2 separate regions of the Mus musculus genome follow, and region 1 is linked to region 2. Evidence: chromatin contacts called from public Hi-C data. All regions are on one chromosome and are shown on one strand. Each heading gives the region's core, a stretch centred on a gene start, on an enhancer-like site or on the middle of the called end of the contact. The rest is flanking DNA. Distances are from core to core; before and after follow the strand shown. Region 1 overlaps Dab1 (disabled 1). Region 2 holds the start of Dab1 (disabled 1).

What was found. A called contact is a pair of places that touch in the nucleus more often than the background predicts.
Region 1: a Hi-C map of cortical neurons shows a contact between it and region 2, with 2.2 times the contacts expected there. The contact joins the enhancer-like site here to the promoter of Dab1 in region 2. A contact is called at or near these places in 2 of 39 promoter capture datasets (hippocampal neurons and stem cell-derived epiblast-like cells) and 3 of 484 Hi-C or Micro-C datasets (cerebral cortex and cortical neurons).

The regions. Positions count from the first base shown.
Region 1 is chr4:103,796,921-103,804,571 of GRCm38.p6, forward strand. All of the region lies in intron 1 of Dab1 (disabled 1), which reads left to right. Among named protein-coding and RNA genes, the nearest start is that of Dab1, 180 kb to the left of the region's middle. Within about 2 kb of position 5,506, at least 6 of the 459 cell types and tissues checked have an H3K27ac peak or open chromatin away from gene starts, as enhancers often do. A contact at or near this core is called in cortical neurons, where this site is marked.
Region 2 is chr4:103,614,197-103,621,779 of GRCm38.p6, forward strand. It overlaps Dab1 (disabled 1), which reads left to right and starts at 5,304. Exons shown (of 18, transcript NM_001369047.1): 1 at 5,304-5,549. It overlaps Gm36604 (a long non-coding RNA gene), which reads right to left and starts at 4,858. Exons shown (of 3, transcript XR_376479.3): 1 at 4,260-4,858.

The sequences.
Region 1 (7,651 bases), core at 4,256-6,755, 180 kb after region 2:
ACACTGTGTGTAGACTATTTAATCACCAGCCCTGAACCAAGGGATCATTGAGATTCTTCCCACACTCACCTCCCCACATTCAATCTATCAGTACATTCTTTTCGTTCCATCTCTAAATGCTGTTACTGGAGTCCTGGACAGAACATCAGAAAAACCAAGCTCGGCTACTTGCCTGATTTGACTAAGAGCAGACAAGTAGCAATGGCCGTGAATGTAATAAAGGGAATTATTCTTAGCGCAGTTGCACCAGGGGGCAGATTGGTAATGGGGAGTCCATCTCTCTAAGGAACTAATGACAGTCTTGGAATATCCAGGGAAGGAACCAAAGTAGAATAGAGACACAAAATTCATGCATAGTCAAGAAGTCAGACTGGCCTGGCTGGTCATTATCTCAGGTCTGGTTCTGTGGGGGTCCTGCTGGAATCAGGGGAAAAGGTTGCCTGGAACTTGAGATAAGCTGGGGAGGCAGCCAGCCACTCAAAGAAGAGATCACAGGGGCAAAAATGGAGATAGTTTGGGGCAATGACAGGATATTTCTTCAGGGTTTAGGACAGTGGCTGGAGATGTCTAGGTACTGTTCTAACGCAGGACATTGTAAAATCTGGCAGTCATAATCTAATGATTATGATGATCCTGTAAATCTCGAAAATACCTACCTCTTACTTTGGAGTTTTTGGCCTTGAATGAGGAGGATGACCAGTTTTAGGGGACACTCCTCAGACAGCTTGTGTCTGGGTGGAGCAGGAACCTGAGCCAAGTTTAGGGTAGCCAAGGAAACAGATACAGACTAGAAATGGAGATGCTGACGTTCTCCTGGACTGTTACCATCTAGAGATCTTTGAGACCAAGTGAAGGGTCCATGCTTCTCAAAGCTGTTACAGTCGTGTCTTGACTTATCTGCCAGACCAGTAACCTGTGCTTCCCCAAAAGCCTTTCCATGGGGCTTCTTATTTTTGGTTTTATTCAAATCTTTTCTCCATATGAGGACCACAAACTCTTCAGAATATGAGCAGTACTGAATTCTCTGTTTTGTGCATACATGTAATATATATTATATGTACATATGCATGTATACATATACATATGCATGTATACATATACATATACATATACATATACATATACATATACATATACATATACATATACATTTACACATACATCAGAGAGATAGGTGTATAAATGTATTAGTCAGGGAGTATAACTTTTCTATAACAAAATAATCTAAAAATATACTTAGGGCTTAAGCAAGTTTAACAGATTTATTTTTTAAAAGGCATAGTCTTTCTACACAGTTCTGGGTGTCCTGGAACTAACTGCATAATATAGAGGTCTACTTGTCTATGTGTTCCAGGTGCACCACCATGTCCAGCCAGGACCACTTCTTTAGGGCCACGAACTCAAGGTTTCAAAGCCATCCTAGGTCAGATTTCCTGCAAACAGAGCCTGAGACCAGAAACCAGAATTGATTTGATGGTAACCCTTTGGAAGCTTTGGGAGAGGGGAGGATAACATAGAAATACGGATGTGAGATTAAAAGGGAAAGGAAGCTGTGCAAAGATGTTACACATCAAGCAAATCTTGAGGAAGCAGCATTAGATTCACTCCATGAGGACACATCTGGAGAGATCCGAACTCATCCATCAGGAAGGGGGAGCTGGGGTCCTGAAGCTCAGGTACTTTATCATTGGCTGAGCTTTATTATCTCAGAGCGCCGGGGCAATTAGTAGCTGCCTTCAGCCTAGAATTGCAATACTATTGTTATGATGATAAAAGTGTTAATTTGACCTTTGGGTAAGAGTGTTTGATGGATTGTGATAAAGTAGATAATGAAGTAATTGTTCACATTTAGTGGAGACTTTAAGTACCAGAGCCAGCCTCAAATAAGCTCACTAGAAGCAGAGAGCTCTTTCCTCCTTGCAGACAACCTAGTATTTGAACACGCTGAGCCTAGTACATCACCATCATTGTCAGAGTGAAACTCACTGACCCTAGCCAAATTAGTTAATGTAGACAGCCTCAATTCCCCTATCTACAAAGTGGACTGATGACTGATTCCTGGCTTTATTGTGAAGATGAAATGAGTTAATATGATGGGAAGGGTTAAAAGGACCCTGGAACAGACTAAGGCCTTAGTAACTGCTTTAGGGAATTTGCAGAAGACAACCTTCTCTTCCAGTTTTCAGTCTGTCTTACTTACCAAAGGGTGGAGTCTGAAGCACACTGCTGGTGCTGTGGCTCTTGCTGCCACCAATCCATTGTCCAAGTGAGCTCTTCAGACTCTTTTCAAAATAGGAACAGCATTAAGTCGATGAAAGGGATCTCTGGCTAGTAGCAAATTCTTTCTGTCCTTTCTCTATGACTTGACCTCTGAGTATCTGGAGGCAGCCAAGGAAGCCAGCTCCTGTTTAAGATGGATCATGAGACATGTATCCCTGGTCACTAGGCAACACATGCTGTCAAAAGCCTGATCTGTAGTAACTATCCTCCCTAGAACAACATGGTGAAGCTTGTGGGGAAGCTGCAGTTTTCCTTAGGTGACCAGTGGCTTCAGACTAGCACTAGAGGATCCCTGTGACCCTCAGGTCATTAAGAGTATGAGACCCTTCATGTGGGCAGAGCCTTCTGCATTGTGTGCTGCCTCTCTGTCTCTATAAAGCACATACATTTTTACAGTTGTAACCATTTGTATATGAATTCTGATTCATTTGCTATTGGTGTGATATGGACAAATTATGTTTTCTCTCTGGCCCTCATTTTTTTTTGTTGGCAGTAGACAGGCAAAACTCAAAATACTGTAGAGTTGGTGGTGTGAGAAATACAAGCAACAACAGGTGATGAGTTGACTATGTGCCTGGTAACAACTTGCTGGTTGATTGCTGTGTGACAGACTACCCTAAAAATGGCTTCACACACACACACACACACACACACACACACACACACACACACAACCTGTTCTTGGGCTGGAGAGATGGCTCAGTGATTAAGAGCACTGACTGCTCTTCCAGAGGTCCTGAGTTTAATTCCCAGCAACCACATTGTGGCTCACAACCATTTGTAATGGGATCTGATGCCCTCTTCTGGAGAGTCTGAAGACAGCTACAGTGTACTCATATACATAAAATAAATAAATCTTTTTTTTTTTTTTTTTTTTTTTTTTTTTTTTTTTTTTGAGACAGGGTTTCTCTGTGAAGCCCTGGCTGTCCTGGAACTCACTCTGTAGACCAGGCTGGCCTCAAACTCAGAAATCTGCCTGCCTCTGCCTCCCAAGTGCTGGGGTTAAAGGTGTGTGCCACCACTGCCTGGCTTATAAATCTTTTTTTTTTTTTAAAGTGGCTTAACACAGCAACAACAATTGCTTTGCTTATGAATCAACAATTTGACCAGGACACATTGTTGCTTCTGTTTGAGATATGATAGCTCACATGAGTCTGCAAGATCCAAGAGAGATCCAAGAGAGATCCAAGAGTCTACAGATACCCAGGCCGGCTAAAACACTGCAGGCTGGCTTGGAGCATTTCTCTTGTCTTGACTCCTCCCCATTCTTTTCTTTCCCATATCATCCCCTCTTCTTTTACCTGTATGTCTTCCCCTTCTTCTTTCTTCTTCTTTCTTCTTCTTCTTCTTCTTCTTCTTCTTCTTCTTCTTCTTCTTCTTCTTCTTCTTCTTCTTCTTCTTCTTCTTCTTCTTCTTTTCTTCTTCTTCTTCTCCCTTCTTCTTCTTCTTCTTCTTCTTCTTCTTCTTCTTCTTCTTCTTCTTCTTCTTCTTCTTCTTCTTCTTCTTCTTCTTCTTCTTCCTCTTCCTCCCCTTCCCCCTCCCCTCCCTCTCCCTCCCCCTCTCCCTCTCCTTCTTCTTCTCTTCTTCTTCTTCTTCTTCCTCCTCCTCCTCCTCCCCCTCCTCCTCCTCCTTCTTTCTTCTTCCTTTTCTTCTTCTTCTTCCTTCTCTCTCTCTCCTCTTAAACCTTTTGCAGACCCCTTCTCCACATGGGCTTCCTCATAAACTGAGAAATCAGACTTCTTACCATAATATTTCAGATACCTTAAAAGGCAAACATAAAAGCCATCACATTTCCGTGGCCTAATCACAGGTCTGAATGATGCTATTTCTATCACTCTCTTTGGGCCTTAGCTTTTGGGAGGGACATATAGTATGTGGAAGAACTCACTGGCGACCATTTGTACAGACAATTGATAGCAGCAAGTGGCGACTTTGTTTACCATTGACTTTGAATTTATGTGAAATAAAAGAAGGAGCAACAGCTGCCAAACCAAATTGCTATTGACACTAAAAACTCGAAGGACCAAGAAAGCTCAGGTCAACTGGGCAGAATTACTCCTGTTGTATCTCTTCTTCAGGACTGAAGACCTTTTTAGGCTAAGCATTTCTTGATTTGGTTTCTTCTGAGATTCCCCATTTTATTTTCTCTTTGTGGAATCTGGTTTAGTCAGAGTCAGGTCACTAATGTTTAATTTGGAGAAATTCTTGAGGTAAGTATCCACTACGGCATAACAAATTGCTCCATCATTTAGTAGCTTAAAAGAACATTCACTGTATACCATTTCTATAGGATGAGAGTCAGCTCAGCTACGTCTTCAGGCTCAAGCTCTAATACTCATAGGAGCTGGCGGCATCTCAAGGGTTGAGTGAAGTGGAACATCTTTCTTAGGGTTTCTATTGCTGTGCGAAAACACTAGGAGCAAAGCAACCGGAGAAGAAAAGGGCTTATTTCATCTTATAGATTGAAGTCCATCACCCAGGAAAGTCATGGCAGGAACTGGAGTAGAAGCCATGGAGGAATGCTGCTTACTATCTGGCTCCCCCTCACTTCTCAGCCTGCTTCCTTATAACACCTAGGACCACAACTTCGGGGGTGGCATATCTCACAGTATACTATGCCCTCCCACATCAACCATCAATTAAGAAATGCCCCATAGGTTTTTCCATAAGCTAGTCTGTTGGAGGCAGTTTTTCAATTGAGATACCATCTTCCCAAATGACTCTAGGTTGTGTTAAGTTGACATAAAACTAGCCAGCCCATACCCATCATGAGCTCACTGTTTTTAGTGAGATGATTTCAATTCATGGCAAGCTATTGGCATGCCATCCTTTGAGGTCAACATATAGGTTGATTCATGAATGTAGTAGCTACCTCTATCATAGTAAGAAAGCAAAAAAAAAAAAAAAAGCCAGAAAGGATGACTACCAAAGAGAGCCAATAGTTATTCTCTTGTAAGATGACACTAGAGCAATGTCTTGTCATTGTTGCTATGATACTTTAGGTAGGAGCAAGTCACTATATCCAGTCTATTCTGGAGAGTAGAAGATAACACAGGGCATGGATTCCAGGGAAGGCAGGGGCTACAAGACATCCCAGGATTCCAACACTTACCACTCTCCTCAGCAGGTTTAGAATTCTCAAATTTTACATCAACCTTGGATATTACCCCATCATGTGTGGATTATAATTAGGAGAACTGTGTGTTCTAGTTTTCCTGAAATAGGGCCAGTTTAGATGATTTCTTTTTTCAAGAATCACTCTCTAAGTGCAGAGAGGAAAAAAAAAAACCCATAATACTTCACATTTAAAAACTATCAGCTGAAAAATTCATTTTCTTAAGAGAAGTCATTTGCATACGAAAATTTAACTTTGTCATTCTTAATTTATTCAACCAGTATTTATAGCACACTTTCTACATGCCGGAACTACAAAACAGAGTGGGAATATGAACCCCACAGATGAAGAAGTTACAAAACTTGAACATGAGTACGACTGTGTAAGCAATGCTGGAAAACCAGAAGCCAGGGTGTTCCGGCAACCCTTGGGTTGAGGTTTGAAAGACACATAGGTATTGCCTTGATGAAAAGTTCAGTCAGCTTTCTAATACAAAGGTCCATTCAGAGCACAGAAACTGAGGAGTTTTATTTCCAAAGGTAAGGCTGTTAGCAGGCATAAGGATCAGGGAAGTTGCACAGTGCTGTGGTGACATCATGGCAGGCTCCACTGGAGGCAGAATGTAGTCTCCCCTCCCCCAGCCTGAAACCTGCTTGCTCAGGGGTGGAGCTTCCTGCTCATTCGTTCTGCCACGCCCACTGCTGGAACCTGCGGAGCCACACACTTGCACCTTTCTACTGGACCAGAGATTATTCGGCGGGAATCGGGTCCCCTCCCCCTTCCTTCATAACTGAGTGTTACCGCAACAGTAAAATTTGAGCTTTGATCAGAGTAACTGTCTTGGCTACATTTCTTTCTCTCGCCACCTAGCCCCTCTTCTCTTCCAGGTTTCCAAAATGCCTTTCCAGGCTAGAACCCAGGTTGTGGTCTGCTGGCCGGACACAACAGCAGAAGGCTGCAGTTACCTCAAATCTGGATGGTATCTGTCTCATGGAAGAGGGGGTTTTTGAGGGGAAAGGCAGGAATATGTCCAGCTTGTATATGACACTTTCTAGGAGGATAAAGGGACCAAATAGTCTACCCCACTCTCTTCTCTCTCTGTGATCCTGACCAAACTCAGCAGGAAACTAGAGTATCTGAGAACTCCATTGTTTACTGCTGTAAACAATCCTTTAGGGGCCCAAGGCAGAGAAAAGAATGATGAAGTTGGGTCTGGAAGGGAGAATAGAAGTTATTGGATCTAATGATGTGAGAGCAACTTATGGCAGAGAGGGGCTAAAATGAATTGAAGAAGATGAATAATACCCTGAGCGCTTGGTTAACAAATATAACCTCAAACCAGAGTTGGGGTCAGGTCAGGAGGATGTCTCTGAGGACATGGAGGCTGGCTGGAGAAATCACAGGCATCTGGATCGGTCTTCTGAAACATTGTTCCATTGCTCCATCCAGTCAATGTCCAACTTGTAATTAGATGACACCTAGTCTGTGGCAGGTTCCATTGTATAGAGGTTGTATTGTATAGAGGTTGTATTGTGCTTGAGGTTGCAGCTTCTGTTGCCTGATGTTGGGATTAGATGGGACAAACATGAACAAAAGACAAATTTCTACCAATATGAGTGTGGTTATTTGTATACAGATGAGCATTTTCTTTAGAAGGAGAGGGCTGTGTGAAAGGAATGAAGGAATGTGAGACACGAGTCGCCACATGCCCAGCCTTGTGCCTGAGCGGTTTATGGCTGATGCACCTGGTTCTTTTTGAAGCAGCTCCTAAGACGCTGTTATCTCACTTTGCAGAAGAGGAAATGGAAGCCTGTTTTAATTGTACTTATGATCCAGGCACTGTGCCTAGGGGATTAGATCACAAGATGAGAAAAAAAAAATGGGCCCAACCTTCAAAAAAAATCATAATTATGGCTGATAAGGTTACTAGGTCAATGTTTTTTGAAATATAATTTGTGTTTGCAACACTCACCTGACATCTTCATAGCATGCATAGTCTCCCTCACTAGTTCTAGGGGTTTGCCTGAGAATTGGTATTCTCATGGCTCTGCAGGCTGCTCCTCCTAGAATCACACTGAGAAACAGGGATGACTGTTAAATAACACACACACACACACACACACACACACACACACACTTTAAACTCTTCATTGCAGCCTTGGTGCAGTAAAGCAGAGAGGAAGGTATTTACAACAGTTCCACCTTTGGGAAGGGAGAAGTACAAGGAAAACATCAGGTACCTGGATAGGGGAATGA
Region 2 (7,583 bases), core at 4,054-6,553:
AGGGTAGAATCAAATGACAATATTATTATTAAATTAGGCTTTGGTTATAGGGCAGGGTCAGAAACAGTATGACAAATATAGCCATTATCCTCCAGGCTTCTTTCGGCCTCTATCTGTAAGCCATTTCAGCCTTCTTTGCTGTTGATCCCTGATAGAGAGTCTGAATTCTTCTGTCCTCTGTCAATCAACTGGGGTACTATCTATCTATTTGATAAATGTTGATCAAGTACCTCAAATTTGCTGGGTCCTGAGGAATCAGGCAGTGTCCTTGGTCCTTGTCATATCAGATGTGGGCTGTACTGGCTTTCTAAGTCATGCTGAGCTCATGATAGGAATCAGTGTGGGATCCTGAAAAGGGCAAAGACATCTTGGGAAAAATACCCGTGCTTGGGTTTTGACATCGGTGGCTCCTGCTTACTGCATTTGGACACTACTAATTCTTTTCTTTGGATAAAAGTCACCTTTAGGGGACCACCTCTTTTCTATTGCATGCTATCTGGCTGCAGGACTGGGCTCTTGACAGGCACAGCCCATCTTACTAGGTTTTACCCTGTGCCATGACAGTTAGGCATGTGACCTAACTTCCAAGAAGCAGAAATTTAAAACTTCTTGAGGCAGAGAGATACTAACTCTTCTTTGAAGTGATATAAGTCTAGAACTCCCTTTAGCCTTGACCAATCCTCTCTTTATAGCAAAGATGCTTTCAGCTGTGGAGAGAATACAGAGAGGGCCAGAAATAGACAAACACAGAGGAAAGATCAGAGAAGATGAGTGGGTAGAGAGAAAGAGGTGAGAGGAAAGAGAAAGGAAGGAAGGAAGGAAGGGAGAAAGGAGGAGGCAAAGAGAGGGAGATGGAGGGATGGAGGGAGAATGAAAGAGAGGGAGAGGGAGAGAGAGAGGGAGAGGGGGAGGGAGAGAGAGAGAGAGAGGGAGAGGGAGAGAGAGAGAGAGAGAGAATGACATCATTAGAATTGGTGTACATCCAAGATGGCTTCACCTTGAACTCCTGCCAAGTGACGGGAGCCCATAAATTCCCTTTGGCTTGAGCTGAAGATCTGACCTCTTTCAGGAGATGGGGAGGGTATGAGCAGCTCTGGAGTAAGAAGCAACTGCATTTTTACAGACAGCACAAGGAAAAAGCAAATAGACTTCTGAGCAAGAACGCTGTCTGTGGCTGTAATTACGGTGCCATTTCATGTTTCCCATCTCCATGGTCTTTGTGCCAATAAACACTTCAAAGGGGACTGAATGTTAAGCTATCCACATTTCCCTGTGTCAATCTGAAGTGTGTTCAGGGTGGTTCTGTCTCCTCTGCTGTCTCTGAGTTCTCCCAGGGTACTTGTTCCCATGTTTTCACCCTAGCCACTAGCCACAGCATTCACATGTTTTTCAGGATAATTTTGGTCTTCCTGAGTCATTTCATTTGCATTAACATGCTTGCTTCCCAGGGCATCTGAGGGGATACCAAGGCTTGGATGGTCATATAGTCAGATGGAGGTTCATATGACCTCTGAGCAGATCTGAGTGATAGTCTCACAGCAGGGATGTGACAACGTGGAAGACACACTGTTTTTGGAGTGGTACCAGATGGAGTCCTGTTGCTTTTACTTCCTGTCTGTCTCTGATCAATCACTCTGAGTTTTAATTTCCCAATTTGTCAGATGGGGAACGGTAGAACTGTTCTTTCTGGGATTCTTGTAAATACCTAGGTAGTGATAGAAAATAATGGACTCTGTAGGCTGTGAGATGATGTCCCCAGTCTGGAATTGATTGACTGAGTGTCAGGCAGAAGTGTGCCATGCCCAGTTTATATCTATTCTGGACATATCCAGTACATTGGAGCTTGAAGTCAGCAAGAACATGGGCACCAAGAAATTAACAGATACAGGAGTCATGGATTTTATTTTCCTCTAGAGATTCGGTTGTTGCTAGCCAACATACTCAAGATTGTGGGGGTTAAAAGGAAAGACATAGCAAAGCCTACTAATTGCTCTATCTTGACATTTTCATAGCATCTTCTCTAGTTCCCAGACCTGACAGCGGATGCCATTTTATACATGAGGTTATAAAAACTTAGGTTTTAATTTGACGAGAACAGAGAGTCATTGTGGAAGCAGAGATGTGATGTCTGATTCCTGCCAAGCATCCCAGATAATCCAAAGATGCATCCATGTGTCCCTTTACATTAGAGCTTTTTGTTTTGTTTCATTTTATGAGATTAGATGTGGGAACTAGGGCCTTGCATATACTACATAGACACTCAATTATCAAGCTATGTCCTTACCTATTCTTCAGTCTTTAAAACATTGAAGCAGAGTCTCACTGTGTACCCTGATAGTTTTTGAATTTATCAGCTTCTTGGGTAGTTGAGATTACAGTCACAAGTCCCCAGACCCAGAAGAACCAATTCTTCTCATTAACAGCACTGCAGTGGTAATATAGAAGTCAGTTTCTAAGACCATGTGGCCTTTAAGATCTCTTTTGAATTTCAACAGCTCAAGCTTGGGGCTTGAAGGCCATTGGAGAGGAGTGAAATGTATTGAGTCAGTGCGAGGGAAGGAATTGGCTATTTTAGAAATCTAAGTTCTGGATCTCCATTGTATTAAACTCCTCTGGGTTCTAGAAGTCAGCAACACCATCAGGGCTAAGGACATCCAAAGCACACAGACATGAGAGGAATCAAGTTCCAGCTCTGCTGCTTCTCCTAACCGTGTTGAGCTCCTTTAATGGTCACAGGTCACACTACCCAATCTTGCTTGTTTTAACTCCCAGGGCTTTGGTGGCATGTTGTAGTGGATCTCGTGGCTTTTGAAAACTGCTGTGGTCAGACATGTAAGGGACTGATCATGTTTCTCAGCTAAGAGATCCTTTCCTGTTGCTAAGAGAGAAGAGGCTGTTTTCTTCTCCTACCATCTCTGGCTTTACAAATCCCCTCCCCCCAACCTCCAGCCCCCTTTTCCTTTCTATTTTTTGTAGCTTGGGAGCTTCATAGGACAATTGTTGTGTATGCTTCAAGCTGGATGAGGGTGGCGGACAGGAAAACATCAAAAGGATGGAAACAAAATGGAAATCTGTTTTCTGCTTGAGAAGATGGCAGCCGGGTTCAGGGACCAGCATTGTGAATGCAATCATCACCACACATCTGAAAGAGGCATCAGGACTCCGTAGTTCTGACATGTCCAGGAAAGGCAGTTCCTAGAGGGAATAGAGGGCATGTGTGGTGCTTGGGCTTCTGGAGGACCCAAAGTAAAGAGATCTTAAAGATGAAGTTAACAGTCATTTAGTCCCTTGGGTACATCTTCCTGGTATCATTTTATCAACACAGTAAGTCATGAGAATATGTAACCATTTACATCTTCTGGTTGAGGAAAGGATATTTAGAGAGTGGGTTGGGATGGCTCATGTTCAGGCTCCCTGAACTGCTCACCAGTGGCTTTTACTCCCAATCTCTTGTTGGATGAAGGAAAAGTTGATGTGGTTTGTGATTATGGAAGTCAGGAGATGGTGAGGGACTTTTATCCAGCACTGTTGGATCTTCTTACTGATTCTTCTTCCAATGGCATTTGCCCAAGTTCTCTCCAATCCACTATCTCCATAGCAGCCAGAGTGAACTTTTTTTTTTTTTTTTTGGTTTTTCGAGACAGGGTTTCTCTCTATAGCTCTGGCTGTCCTGGAACTCACTTTGTAAACCAGGCTGGCCTTGAACTCAGAAATCTGCCTGCCTCTGCCTCCGGAGTGCTGGGATTAAAGGCGTGTGCCACCACGCCCGGCCAGAGTGAACTTTTACAAATCAACCCCACAGGGAATGCTACACCACTCACATCCCTAACTCCAGTGCCAAATCTACTTACTGACCTCTGTGGAGGTGAACCTCCCTGTCAGATGGAACCACCCACTCTATATCATACCACTGGGTCATTACCCTTGCTGCTTCCAGCTACAGGTGTACCCTCCTCCATCTTAGATGCCCTCAACTCATTCCTGCATGGGACATTTGCTCTGGCTGTTTCTTCTGCCCTGGAGATGAGGAGATGAGGTCCTACTGACGTAGAACTTGGGTTAGCAGTTATGACCTAAGCAGGTTCCTACTTGTTCCAGTTCCCTAGGTGTTCCGGTTGTTGTTATTGTGATAAAACACTGACCAAAGCCAACTTAGTGGTGTTACTTCATCTTATAGGTTTCAGTCCATCATTGAGGGAAGTCAGAGCAGGGACCTGGAGTAGGAATGGAAGCACAGACCATAAAGGGACTCTGCTTACCTGCTTGCTCTCCATGGCTTGTTCAGCTTACTTCTTAGACAACCCAAGACACCTGCCCAGAAGTAGCTCCACTCACAGAAGGCTGGCCTCTCCCACATTAACCCTCAATCAAGAATGTGGCCGGAAGACACGCCCACAGGCCCATATAATGGAAGCAACATCTCAGTCTGAGGGTCTCTCTTCCCAGGTGACTCAAGTTTCGTGTCAAGTTGACAAAAGCAAGCTAAGTAGCATCTCCAGTCACTTCACATTGCATGCCACCATCTATTTCAATCTTGGTGATCAATACCACTCAACAACTCTTCTTGATTTACTTATTTTCTGTGTCTTCACTGGAGAGAAAAGTCCAAGCCAAGCTGTACTCTACTCTATAAAATAGGGATTGGCATAGAACCGAGGTACGCTCACGGCAAATATTTACTGGGTTGTTGCTGACAGTTGTTGAGGGAAGGCAGGCTTGCATTGGAAGAAGGAAGAAATTAAGCTTTGTTTAGGGAGTTCCACTCTGTTTATCTCATTATATTCTCACCACAACCTCACAGAAAAGCTCATCTGATTCCCATTTTATTGATGAAGCAACAGGGACCCAATCCTCTGGTGCGGGCTGCCTCTCTCAGTGCCCACAAGCCTGCTCCCAAGGCGGCATCTAGAAACCACGTGCAATCAGGAGGGTGCCTCTGTAGCAGTAACCTCCCGTGCAAAGACCTTCCCTGGGAAGTGGCAGTTGGAAATGAGTTTCCATAATAAACCTCTGTTGCTTGCCCTAAAGCTCAGACATTCTAGGGAGCAGAGAGCCTAAGGAGAGCGCTGCGGGGAGACCAGTGATGGTTATAGACGATGCTGTGGTGATTTAGGAGGGAGTGGCAATTGGGTGCTGAGGGTCCTTTCCTGAGCAGAGCCCACACTGTGGCCAGGTGCAGCCAAGCCACTCTTGCCGGCGCTCGTATCCTTAGTTAGGTGGCGAAATGCTGATGGGCTCTCCTATTCGGGGGAATGCGGTAGTGATGTATAAGGTATGAAAGATGTGGCCTGCAGAGAGCCGGCACTATCTCTACTGCTGCTGCTGCTGCCACCGCTGCCTTTGCTGCCGCCACTACTGCCGCCACTAGAGCTGCCGGGAGTGAGCCTCCCTTCTTCCAGATACCCAGCTCCGTTGCATCTCCCGCTCCCTGGCCCCGCACGGACCTCCCCGCCCCAGGGAACAAAAGCAGAGTCCGGTCGCCCTGTTCTGCAGCCAGAGGATGATGTGTCGAGAGGGCTGAGCAGAGTGTGGTCTTCAGCGGCTGGAAGGTAGGAGAGGGTGTTGCGCCTGGCGGCCGCGGCGTGGAAAGCTAGGGTGGGCGCGCCAGGGCAAGGATGGCTTCAGTCGTCCAGCCGTCGGGTGGGCGCCTCATGGACCCTGCAGGGTGGTGGTCTGCAGCGCCGCGGCCGCAATGCCCACTGCGGGCCGAGAGTCGCGTTCCCGCAGCCACGAGGGAGCCCCTGCATGGGGACTGGAGGCGGAGGAAAGAAAAGTCTGAAGCCCAAAGCCAAGCGGTGGTGGCTGCAGAAGGGCTGTCCGCAGCTCTTGGACTTGGTGGCGCGTTTCGCCGCGCTGAACGGCCAGGCGGCGGCCGCAGTGTGCGCAAAGTTTTGGGTAGCGCGCAAAGGCGCAGGCAAGGGCCGCGCACAGAGGGGCAAGTTGTGGCCAGAGAGCTAGGGCGACCCTCAGGACAACCAGCGGGGTTTGCCTAAGAAGGGGACAGGTGGATTCTGCTCCCCTCCAGCATAGAGGAGACTGGGTTGGAGCGGCGTCGTTTTAACCCTTTGGTCCCCGGGGGAAAACAACTTCATCCGTGTTGGAGCCTGCTGGACCCTGGCCGCTTTGAGGCTCCTGGTTTGATCCTCCTGTGGCCGTGCGCAATTCTCTGCTTCTGTCGCGTTTTCATTTCTAGCCTCTTAGGTTTTAGCTGGCCTGGGGTCTTTCCCTAGGTCTGTATCCCTTGGACCATTGCGTACATGTTTCTCTATCTCCTCGCTAGATTGACTCTTGGATGCTGCTTTGAAAAATGAAATGATTAATCAATTAGGTTAGTGGTCAATTAGGCATAACCTTGTAGGAAAATAATTATGTCGGGCTCTCAGCTTCCACCGGTGATGAGGTGGGAATCGAGCCCAGGTACGGGGGCTGTTCCCAAATAATAGTACTGGGGCGGGGGCGGAGGGGGGGGCGGTTGCGTTCTGGAATTTAAAATTAAGAGGATGGTGACCACCCACCAAGGTGGTGGGAGTCAACGGAGGAGTGTGTGTGTGTGTGTGTGTGTGTGTGTGTGTGGTGTGGTGTGGTTTGTGTGTGTGTGTCTGTGTGCGTGCGCGCTTGCTTCAGTTTTTGCTGAGAAAATTAACCCTTGACAGACTAGTCTGGGTAGACTTTTCAGGCAACATGGTGTATCCAACGGCTTGAAGGAAAGGTGTGTCCCCTTGCATGCCTGACCCCCTAACACACACACACACACACACACACACACACACACACACACACCCTTCCAAGCGGCTCCCTCTGCGAATCGCATCACCTCGTAGTGGCTTTGCTGAGCTTCGGGAGGCTGAGTTTAGGGGACTGCCTCTTAGTTTCATGTAGAAAGAATCGCATCATTGCAGACAGAGCTTTCTGTACACTGCTTAGCAGAACACATATCTCCCCCGATTGTGTTAAATAAAACCGTTATTAAATGGGAGCAAAAGGGAGACAATCTGTTTCCAGGGCTGGGAAGTTCTGCTGCATAGTGAGGCTTTTTTTTCCCCCTTTCTTTTTTGGAACCACTGGTGGGGTTTGGCACTGCAGTATTACAATACAGCCATATTAAAAAGGTCTTCAGAGCTTAGAGCCCTCCACCGCCGCAGGCTCCTCTTCTATACACTTCCATGATCAACAGCTCCTTTGCAGGGTGCATGCAGTGGATTCCAAAGGCAACGTGCTTTTTAACCCCTTTATGTGTCGAGCTTAAGCTGCTTCTGTCTGTTTAGGCACCTGCTTATAAGGTAGTAGAATCCTATTCAGAAGGCAAAAACCTGGAGGTGCGTCCTCAGATAGACAAGATTTTGCAACAGGTCCTATGTTTGAGGTTTCGAGTAATGGATCCCTTTGGCGTTCGATGTCAGGGCTCCCTTCTCTAGCGGTGATGTGATGAGGGCTGGACCCAGTGGTCTCACAGCGCCTGCAGTGCTGACAGTAGCTGGTTCTGAATTTTATGGCTGCCCCCCTCCCCACACCCCCATTGCTGTGCTGGATGGGAGGAGTAGCTGGCCAGTACACTGTGACAGCAGGGCTACCTCCTTCTGAGT